Linked DNA regions of Mus musculus: all the other regions are linked to region 1. The links are chromatin contacts, called in public HiChIP or PLAC-seq and Micro-C maps. All regions are on one chromosome and are shown on one strand. Each heading gives the region's core, a stretch centred on a gene start, on an enhancer-like site or on the middle of the called end of the contact. The rest is flanking DNA. Distances are from core to core; before and after follow the strand shown. Region 1 holds the start of Gpc3 (glypican 3). Region 2 holds the start of Gpc4 (glypican 4). Region 3 holds the start of C430049B03Rik (RIKEN cDNA C430049B03 gene).

Region 1 (2,735 bases), core at 71-2,570:
ATATCAAATTCATTAATTGTAGAAATACTGAGCTCCTACTACATACAAGACACTGGGCTAAAGTTGTCTACGTGTGCACATGAGTGGAGTCACAAAGAGAACCAATCTGATGGAATGATTCAATTTCTGTAGAGCATAGATAATGATTATATGCTTTTTCTTCTCAAAGGGGCATTTGATTCTCAAAGAAATGTCTTTCCATTGGTGAGAATTAAGTAGAAGAAACGTGGATTGACATCCAGGAAATCTTCTAAATAGGGCTCTACTCCAGGTATGAAACAGACTAACCATGACTTAATGAATTTCATCTGTAAAATGATTTCCTGAATGAGTTACTCTCACCAGCTACACTTTGCTTTATGAGGGTCGCCCGTGATTATCCTGTAGATGATATGATTCACCTAGGAATCAGGATCAAGTGCCTAAATTCACACACACACACACACACACACACACACACACACACACACACACACACATGCACACATTTACTTTGTGTGGTTCTATTGAATGAGACCCAGCAAGCTACACGGGCTTCCAGACCTTTTAGGTACAAAGATGAGCCAGGCTGTGAAATCCAGAGGTCCCCAGCGCTCTGGAACGTGACTATTTGTGGGTAGGCTTTGAGGGCTTGGCCACAGCTGCATTGGGAAAGGGTTCCCAAGAAACCTTTCTCAGAAAACAGCAAGGAGAGGGATTTTGTGCTTAGGAAACCTTGTGTGGGCTCTGGTGGCCAGAAGGAGCCAGATCTGGGTGGGAGAAGGCCTAGGGTCGAGTCGGGTGTGTGTGTGTGTGTGTGTGTGTGTGTGTGTGTGTGTGTGTACCTAAACCGCAGACCTCCACTCCACTCCAAGGAAGATGGAGAGCTTGCAAAGGCTGAAAAGGAAAAGCCCTCCCGGCTGTAGGCCAAAGGGAGGCGGAAAGGAGGAGTGAGGCTGGGGAACTTCTCCCAGAGCCAGTCAGAGGGGACTGCTGCTGGGAAGCCAATCAGCGTGCCTGAGCCTGCAGCCCCTCTGCAGTAGTTATGCCAGAGCGCCCAGTGTAGAGCAGCGGCGAGCGAGTGTCAGGGCAGGATTGCCGGGAGCCACCGCACACGCTCCTTATCCTCTTCCCGCGCCTCTCCCACCAAGGCTTGCCCGCCACCTTGGTAAACCCAATCTCCCAGCTAAGCTCCTTGCCACGCCCCGCATCCCGCAGGCCAGCAGCTACACGACCCCACGCCGTCCTCCAGGCAGCGCGGCTCGCCTTGCCTCGCCCCGCCCCGTCCCTCCTCGCCACGCCCACAAGGCTCCGCCCCGGGCCGCCCCGCACCGCCAAGCTGTTCCCGCCCTCGCCCAGCGCCCAGGTAGCTGCGAGGAAACTTTTGCGGCGGCTGGGTAGCGGCTCCTCTCTTGCTCTGTCGGGCTACTGCCAGACTTGCTGAGTCTCGGGACCGCTCCGGCTCTTATTGCCACTCTCTCGTGCTCTCCTCGCTCCCCCAAGAAGCAGGATGGCCGGGACCGTGCGCACCGCGTGCTTGCTGGTGGCGATGCTGCTAGGCTTGGGCTGCCTGGGACAGGCGCAGCCCCCGCCGCCTCCAGACGCCACCTGTCACCAGGTCCGTTCTTTCTTCCAGAGACTGCAGCCCGGACTCAAATGGGTTCCAGAAACCCCTGTACCAGGTGAGTAGGGGTCCCTTGAGCATTCCCCGCGCACAGTGGAAAGCCAAGGCGCGCGTGGTGGCTCTTCCCAGAGCGCGCTAGCCTGGTGGGGCCGCAGCGGCCGTGCTCTCTGCTGCAGGATACCTGGGAATGGTTGCTGTGCCTGGGGCCTGGACCATCTACCAAGGGAGGGAAGCACAGTATGGGACTCTGTCCACATGCCCCGGGCTCACGCTGCTGTCAGGAACTGTGCAAGCCAGAGCGAGGAACAGCAGAGATCGCCTTTCTAGCGCCCATTTTTTTTGGGGGGGGGAGGGCGGGAAGGTGGGAGCTGGCTCCCCTCTGCTCTTAGCAAACCGGCTTCACAACGTGAAGACTGTGACTCGGGAATTTATCTCCCTTACTAGCACGTCTGCCTTAGCTGGACCCGTAGTTCTGGCCACACTTTATCCACCGTGTGTCCCCCCATGCTTTCCGTTCCCCAGTCTGGGTTCCCGAGGCTGGCCGGGCCCAAGTGCAGGCAAAGTTGAGCACAAATCTTTGAATCCTCAGAGGCTAGAGAAGACACAGTGAAGGAAACTTTTGAGTAGGAGGGTCCTCCAAAACGTGCAAGACTGAGCCTTTCCCTTCAAAACAGCTTCCCTTATCTAGGTTGGCAAATCTCTTTAAAAATCGGCGGTGCTTGGCCTACGGAGCACGAATCCAAAAAGGATTTGACTCCTCCCCCGCCCAAATTCATCTGCCTTGACAGGCTGGACCCCGAAGAGGAGAAGATTTTAGGCAGAGGAAAGTTTCAGAGCGCCTGCCTTTTGTTCTGCACAATCAGATCATTTTGTAGGGGCATATTTTAACCTTAGCTCAGGGCTGCCGCTGTCAACAGATGAATATTAATTGCCTTGTGTGATTGACTGTCCAGCGGTTGGGCGCTTAACGCCTGCCTTAGAATCCAATCAGGGCAAGTTGCTATACTAACAATACGTGCAGGAAGAATGGGTTTCGAAAAGATTAATTTTTCAGAGGTGCGCTTGGAAGAAAGCAGCCAGCCGTATTTGCACACAGACGTTTGTGGCTTCCAGGCTCTCCTTCCGAAGACTC
Region 2 (2,735 bases), core at 103-2,602, 450 kb after region 1:
TTTTCATTCAAGAGTCTTGGGACTTTGGACACATTGACCTTAGGTGAGTGCTAATTCTTAGCGTTTCTTTCTTTCTGTGGGGTGTCAATTCCTATACCCTACACAGGGCAGTGTGGGGCCAAAAGTTTTTCTGAGCAACCTTGATTTAGCTCCATCTCCTTGAGGTTCAGTGATTGTTTTCTGGTCAGTTTCAGAGTTTGTGTATATTTATTGCAGAACTTAGGGTGTGAGCGTGCGTTGAACAGTGTGTGGGGATGAAGCAGGTGAGAAGATGATTGCTAGAGTTAGGGGCTAGCTTGTGCTCTTGGGGGAACACTGTGATGGGTCAAGGGGGGCTAGGTGAGCCTCTCAGCCCAGCTGTGAGTTCCAGGTCCCCCGGCCCCCACCCCGCGTTGTTTGGATCAAAGCAATGCCAGTATGTGAGTGTGCCTTCCTTGCCCAGGTGTTGGTTAGAAGTGGCCCTGGATGCTGGGTAGAAGCAGCGAGGCTGGTATTGGGGCTGGAGGGCTAAGTGCTGCTCAGGCCCATGGGGATAGCCTGTCAAGTGGCTGTGGAGAAAGGCTTGTGGCTCAGACAGGGGCTCAAGGCCCCAAGATCCAGATCACCAGGATCTCTTGAGACTTGGCCCCTTAAGCGGGAAGAAACTGCCCTTTCCTCTCTTGCTGGGGGGGGGGGCGGGGGGCAGGTTCCCCGCCTCTGAAGAGGAGGGCAGGAGGGAGGAGCCCAGCAGGGCGTGTCGCAAGAGGGAGCGCCGCGCGCCCCGTGCGGGCCCCCTAGGAAGTGGATTTGGCCCGCTCCAGATCCAACCCAGCTTCCAGGTTTTCTCCCGGCCCGGCCCTGCGTGCTCCCGCCTGTCTCGGGCTCGCCCCCCCCCTCATGCCCGCCCCCTCCCTCCCTTAGGGCCGCCCCGCTTGGCCAAGTTTGCGGAGCCTCGCTGTGCGAGCCGGGCCAGTCAATCAGCGGCAGAGCTGAGAAGGGCACAGCCGTGCGGCCGAGGGCAGTGAGCTGAGCCGGGCTGGGTGAGCGGAGCAGCGCCGGGTGGCTGAAGCCCCGCGCCAGCGATCGCCCGCCGACGCCGCCCACACTCTGCTCTTCTGCGACGCCTGCCACCTTCCCTTCCTTCCCTGAGCCCCTCCGCCCCTGGCTAGCTGGCCCGGGTTCTCTAGCCTTCGGAGTCCCGAGGTCACGGATCCTCTCCCTAGTCCCTTGGGTCCCGCGCCCATTCCACGCCTTTTTCCTCGTACCGCACCCCGGCTGGGCGCCTGGCACCGGGGACCGTTGCCTGACTCGAGGCCCAGCTCCACTTTTCGCCCGCGTCTCCTCCTCCTGCCCTCCTCCTCCTCCTCCTCCTCCTCCTTCACTACCAACTTCAACTCCCCGGTTCTCGCTCCGCTCGTGAGTGTTCACTCCGCGCCTCTCCGCCCGCTCCGCAGCGCTGCTTTCCATCGGGTCTCATTCTGTCCCCTAAAGGTGGGAGCGCGTCCGTCAGGGTCCGCACCATGGCACGCTTAGGCTTGCTCGCGCTCCTCTGCACCCTGGCCGCGCTCAGCGCCTCGCTGCTGGCTGCGGAGCTCAAGTCGAAAAGTTGCTCGGAAGTGCGACGTCTCTACGTGTCCAAAGGCTTCAACAAGAATGATGCCCCCCTCTATGAGATCAACGGTAGGTGGGAATCCTGCACTCTCCCCATTACCGAGCGGTGGGCACCCCGGGAAAAGGGGCGCCCCCCCCCACGCCGCATCAGGTAGCCGAGAGGGAGAAACGGGCAGGCAGGAGAGCCAGCCCCGGCTTTGAGCGGGCACCGCGAGTGGAGGGGCGCCGCCGGTTTATTCAGTGCCACCCAGGTCCTTTGCTGCTGCCCCCCACCCCAGCCCTCTCACTCCCGGGAAGCCACTAGGGACTCTGGCCCTCAACGTGCGTGGCTTGGGCTCTCTCGCCTTTTCCGGGTTGAATTCTTTACTGGGTTCCCCGCTTTGTTGTGTGGGTGACGACGAGGCCGAGTGGGGGCGGGGTGGGGAACCTCCTGGAGTTTGCAGATTCCTAGGGGCGCAAAACGTGAGACTTGAATGAGCCGCTCATTGACGGTCTCCTAAAATTCCTCTCCCCGCCGCCTCTCTTCCACCGCTGACACGGTTTAGTTTTTAGGAGCTGCAAGGGCTTTAGAAGTCACCTTTAAAAAGCGAACTCTTCTTACTCCTTCAAATCCCGACTTTTGGGAAGTCTCCAGCTTTCCGGAAGGTGTTGGATAAAACGGGTATTTCCCTTCCTTTTCTCTTTTCTCACCTCATTTTAAGGGTTAATTGCACTTTCAATTACAGACCTTTGAAAGGACTGATTACAGGAAACCTAAATCTCAGTTTGGAGATGGTTATGCAAATGAAGATGGCTTTGCCTCTGAAAAAGTTCACCGGATTTCAGCGCTGGGGGGGTTGCGGGGGGTTGTGTATGGTATTTGGGGGAAGTCCTCCTAGAGCGCTGGGGAGGCTGCATCAGGTATGCCCTCCCCTCCTGCTCCCGAGGTCTCCAGGCCCGCTGGTGGCAGTGCCTGGGCTAGTCCTCCTTCCCTGTTGTACTAGATTTTTGAAGCCGCCAACTGTTGCGCACAGCCCTGCGGGCTGGCGGCCGAAACGGCACAGGTAGCTTGTTCACCCTGGAGACTCTGAAGGAGCTACGAATCTAACTGGCTTTTGGCCAGCTTAACCTAACGGAGGCGTTAGAGATTCGAGCCCCGAAGGCCA
Region 3 (2,735 bases), core at 82-2,581, 440 kb before region 1:
CCCGGGTGTGTAAGCTGCTGCAGGCCAGCGAAACCCTTCCCGTCCAAATCCTATCTGAGTTTACATCCCACTCTCTCAAAGATGTCTGCAACCCAAGAAAGGTGGGAAGAGAGACGCTGAGTTTATTTATTTATTTTTTAACATCCAGGCTCTATTTTATAAGGGATTTCTCCCAGATTTTTTTTTTTTTTTGAGTCTTTCACAAAGCTCAGACTGTCCTCGAACTTGCTATGTAGCCAAGGACGCCCTTAAACTTCTGTTTCTCCTGCCTCCTCCGAGTGCTGGACTCTACTGGTCCATGTGCTACCATGCCTGGTTTTTCCAGCTTTGTGTTATTGTGACGTTTTGCAAATATACAAGAAAGTTGCGAACGCGGTGCAATGAAAGACTATTGACTCCCCACCCAGATGCAACCTCATGTTAGCTCCTTGAAATCCATTCCCGTTCCCCCTTCTCTCTGAGTGCCTGTCTGGGTCAGCGGCATCATTTGAAAATCATAATCACTCTTATACTTCATCTCTTTACACTTAGGCACAGTTCTTGTCACCCTGGACACCCTGCTATTAACTTCAACACCGTTCTCATACCTCCCTGGTAAACAGCGCCGTCCCTAAAGATATCCAGCATACAGAAGAAAGACTCCCTTTCTTTCCCTACTCCAGACTCAAAACTTAAGTAGTAAAGACTTTCCTTCTTGGACTGGACATGTATAAGTAAACTGTCGTTCCCTGCCTCAGTGTCATGCCCACCCCTAAAGTGGACCGCCAGGACCTAAGGGAGTCCTCTACCTGAGGGAGAGTTTGGCAGAGAGGCCAGAGCACAGAAGACTCAACAGAGCCTGGGCACACTCGCGCGCCTAGCACTTCCCTTCTGCAATCTGAGGGTCCCTTGTTTCCTCATCCTGTTTCAGGCACCCCCAAGAAAAATAGTCCTAAGAGGCTTGGCTTAGCCGCCCTGTACCCTCCTGGTAGCCCCAAAGACTTGGGCCCTAGTGACTTTAGAGTGTCATTTGTGGCATGGGTCTTTGAGCTGGAGCTTGGTTGCTTCCCTTCCCGCTTTTCCCCTTTCCCCTTTCTCCCTGGTTTTTGTCTCCTGCACCCGCGGCTATGAGGCTCTCTGTACGTGGCCACTCCAGGCTCCCCGTGTCCTTCCCGGCCCTTCCTGGCTGCAGGCCAAGGCTGTGGCTCTGCGTGTCCGCACGGCCTCCCCCCTCCCCCCTTCCGCTCCGGGGCCTCCGAGCGAGCGGGCGAATGGTTGGGCGGGGCGCGGAGCAGCGCATGGCCACGCCCCCCGGGCCGGCTTTTTCTAGGGCTGCTGCGGACCACTGGGCGCTGGCTGCTCCCGCTCGCCTCTTGGGGTGCGCTCGGCTCCAGCCCAACTCCGCCAGCTCCGCCGGCTCCAGCACCGCTCCAACCCGATTCCAGCCGGATTCCAGCCCGATTCCAGCCCGGTTCCAGCCCGATTCCAGCCCGGTTCCAGCCCAGCTCCGTCCCGGCTCCGGTTCTTCTCCGCCACGCCTCTCTGTGAGCCCCTCGCCCCGCGAACCCCGGTTCCCCGGCTGTCCGTCCCTCTGTCCCTCGATGTCCCGCACCACCGCCACCTCGCGCCCTCCCAAGTCTCCGCGACTCGCTCTTCTAACCTCACAACCTCGCCACACCCCTCCGCCCTTTCTCTCTCGCTGTCCGTCTGTCTGTCCGCCTCCCCGCCCGCCTTTTCCTTCCTCTCTCTAGCTTCCCCGGCTTGTTTTCTAGGTCGACGCTGAGGAGCAGCTTCGCAGGAAAATCCCAGAAACCTTTGCAAAAAGCTTACAATGAAATTTAAGAAGTTCTACGATTTCGGCGCCATTTTCGAGTGGAGTGAGAGGTGACTTAGAATCTAAAAAAGAAAAAAACGAGGGGGAAGGGAACTTTTTGGCCCGCCTCCCCCCGCCCCCAACTATGTCTCTGGTCACTACAGACTGTAACAGATACGGGGATAATTCTCAAAAAAATGTTATGCGTCGCGCTGGGTGGGGTGTGGGGGTGGAAAGCGTGTCCGGGGGTCGTGGTGGGGGGAGGACAGATCTTTAAAATGTCTAGCAAGTGAGTGTGGCCAGGGAACTTCTCAGAAAGTGGACTGAGAAGAGTAAACGGGGAGGGGTGGGGAGAGAGAAATGAGTGAGGGGCGGGCAGCCTCAGGCTGTCAGCCTTGCCAGGGTGGGGAGCAACTAGTTTTGACAGACTGTAAATGGGACTTTGGGCCACTCATTTGTAAGCAGTAAAGAATGTCCTGGAAAGAACCGTAAAATTCGTTTTCCATTGTCTCTCGCTAATTAAAACTTTTCAAGGTTGTTTAGTTGTTTTTTTTTTTTTTCCAGTATTGGAAAAGTTTGGCTGGAAGGTGCGGAGGACCTGTGCATCATGTTTTGGGTGTGGGGGCGCATGGCATCTGCAACATTAAAAGACAAAACGTTCTCAACTGGGAAGAGAGGAAGAGGCTTAGTCTTTGGCTCTTAAATCATTTGGCCAAACCCTTCGCAGTTCTGAAGTGGGTGGGGCCATTTTGACCCGTCGTGGTTCTGAAGTGGGTGGGGCCATGGTAACCCTAAAGTATTGATTCTTTGTCTATTGTATCAGCGAATGACCCTCTCTAGAAGTGACCAGACATCTCTTTGTGCTCTCTTTTCGTAAGTAAAGTTAAGCCCAAGGGGAAATACACAAACCCAGGGAGTGAGATGGCTTTTTAAGGATATAAGT

Evidence for each region. Hi-C and Micro-C count contacts between places; a contact is called where the count stands out from the background. HiChIP or PLAC-seq counts read pairs in DNA pulled down with a chosen protein or histone mark.
Region 2: a contact with region 1 is called in an H3K27ac HiChIP or PLAC-seq map of embryonic stem cells, with 5 read pairs. The contact joins the promoter of Gpc4 here to the promoter of Gpc3 in region 1. A contact is called at or near these places in 1 of 39 promoter capture datasets (embryonic stem cells) and 1 of 115 datasets of contacts at active chromatin or transcription factors (embryonic stem cells).
Region 3: a contact with region 1 is called in a Micro-C map of embryonic stem cells, with 3 times the contacts expected there. The contact joins the promoter of C430049B03Rik here to the promoter of Gpc3 in region 1. A contact is called at or near these places in 2 of 39 promoter capture datasets (cranial neural crest and pre-B cells) and 1 of 484 Hi-C or Micro-C datasets (embryonic stem cells).

What each region holds. Positions count from the first base shown.
Region 1 is chrX:52,612,559-52,615,293 of GRCm38.p6, reverse strand. It overlaps Gpc3 (glypican 3), which reads left to right and starts at 1,320. Exons shown (of 8, transcript NM_016697.3): 1 at 1,320-1,661. The coding sequence starts at 1,490. The region is part of intron 4 of A630012P03Rik (RIKEN cDNA A630012P03 gene); the gene reads right to left.
Region 2 is chrX:52,163,540-52,166,274 of GRCm38.p6, reverse strand. Gpc4 (glypican 4) reads left to right here and starts at 1,352. Exons shown (of 9, transcript NM_008150.2): 1 at 1,352-1,659. The coding sequence starts at 1,500.
Region 3 is chrX:53,055,786-53,058,520 of GRCm38.p6, reverse strand. C430049B03Rik (RIKEN cDNA C430049B03 gene) reads left to right here and starts at 1,331. Exons shown (of 4, transcript NR_038185.1): 1 at 1,331-1,523; 2 at 1,752-1,863; 3 at 2,357-2,379.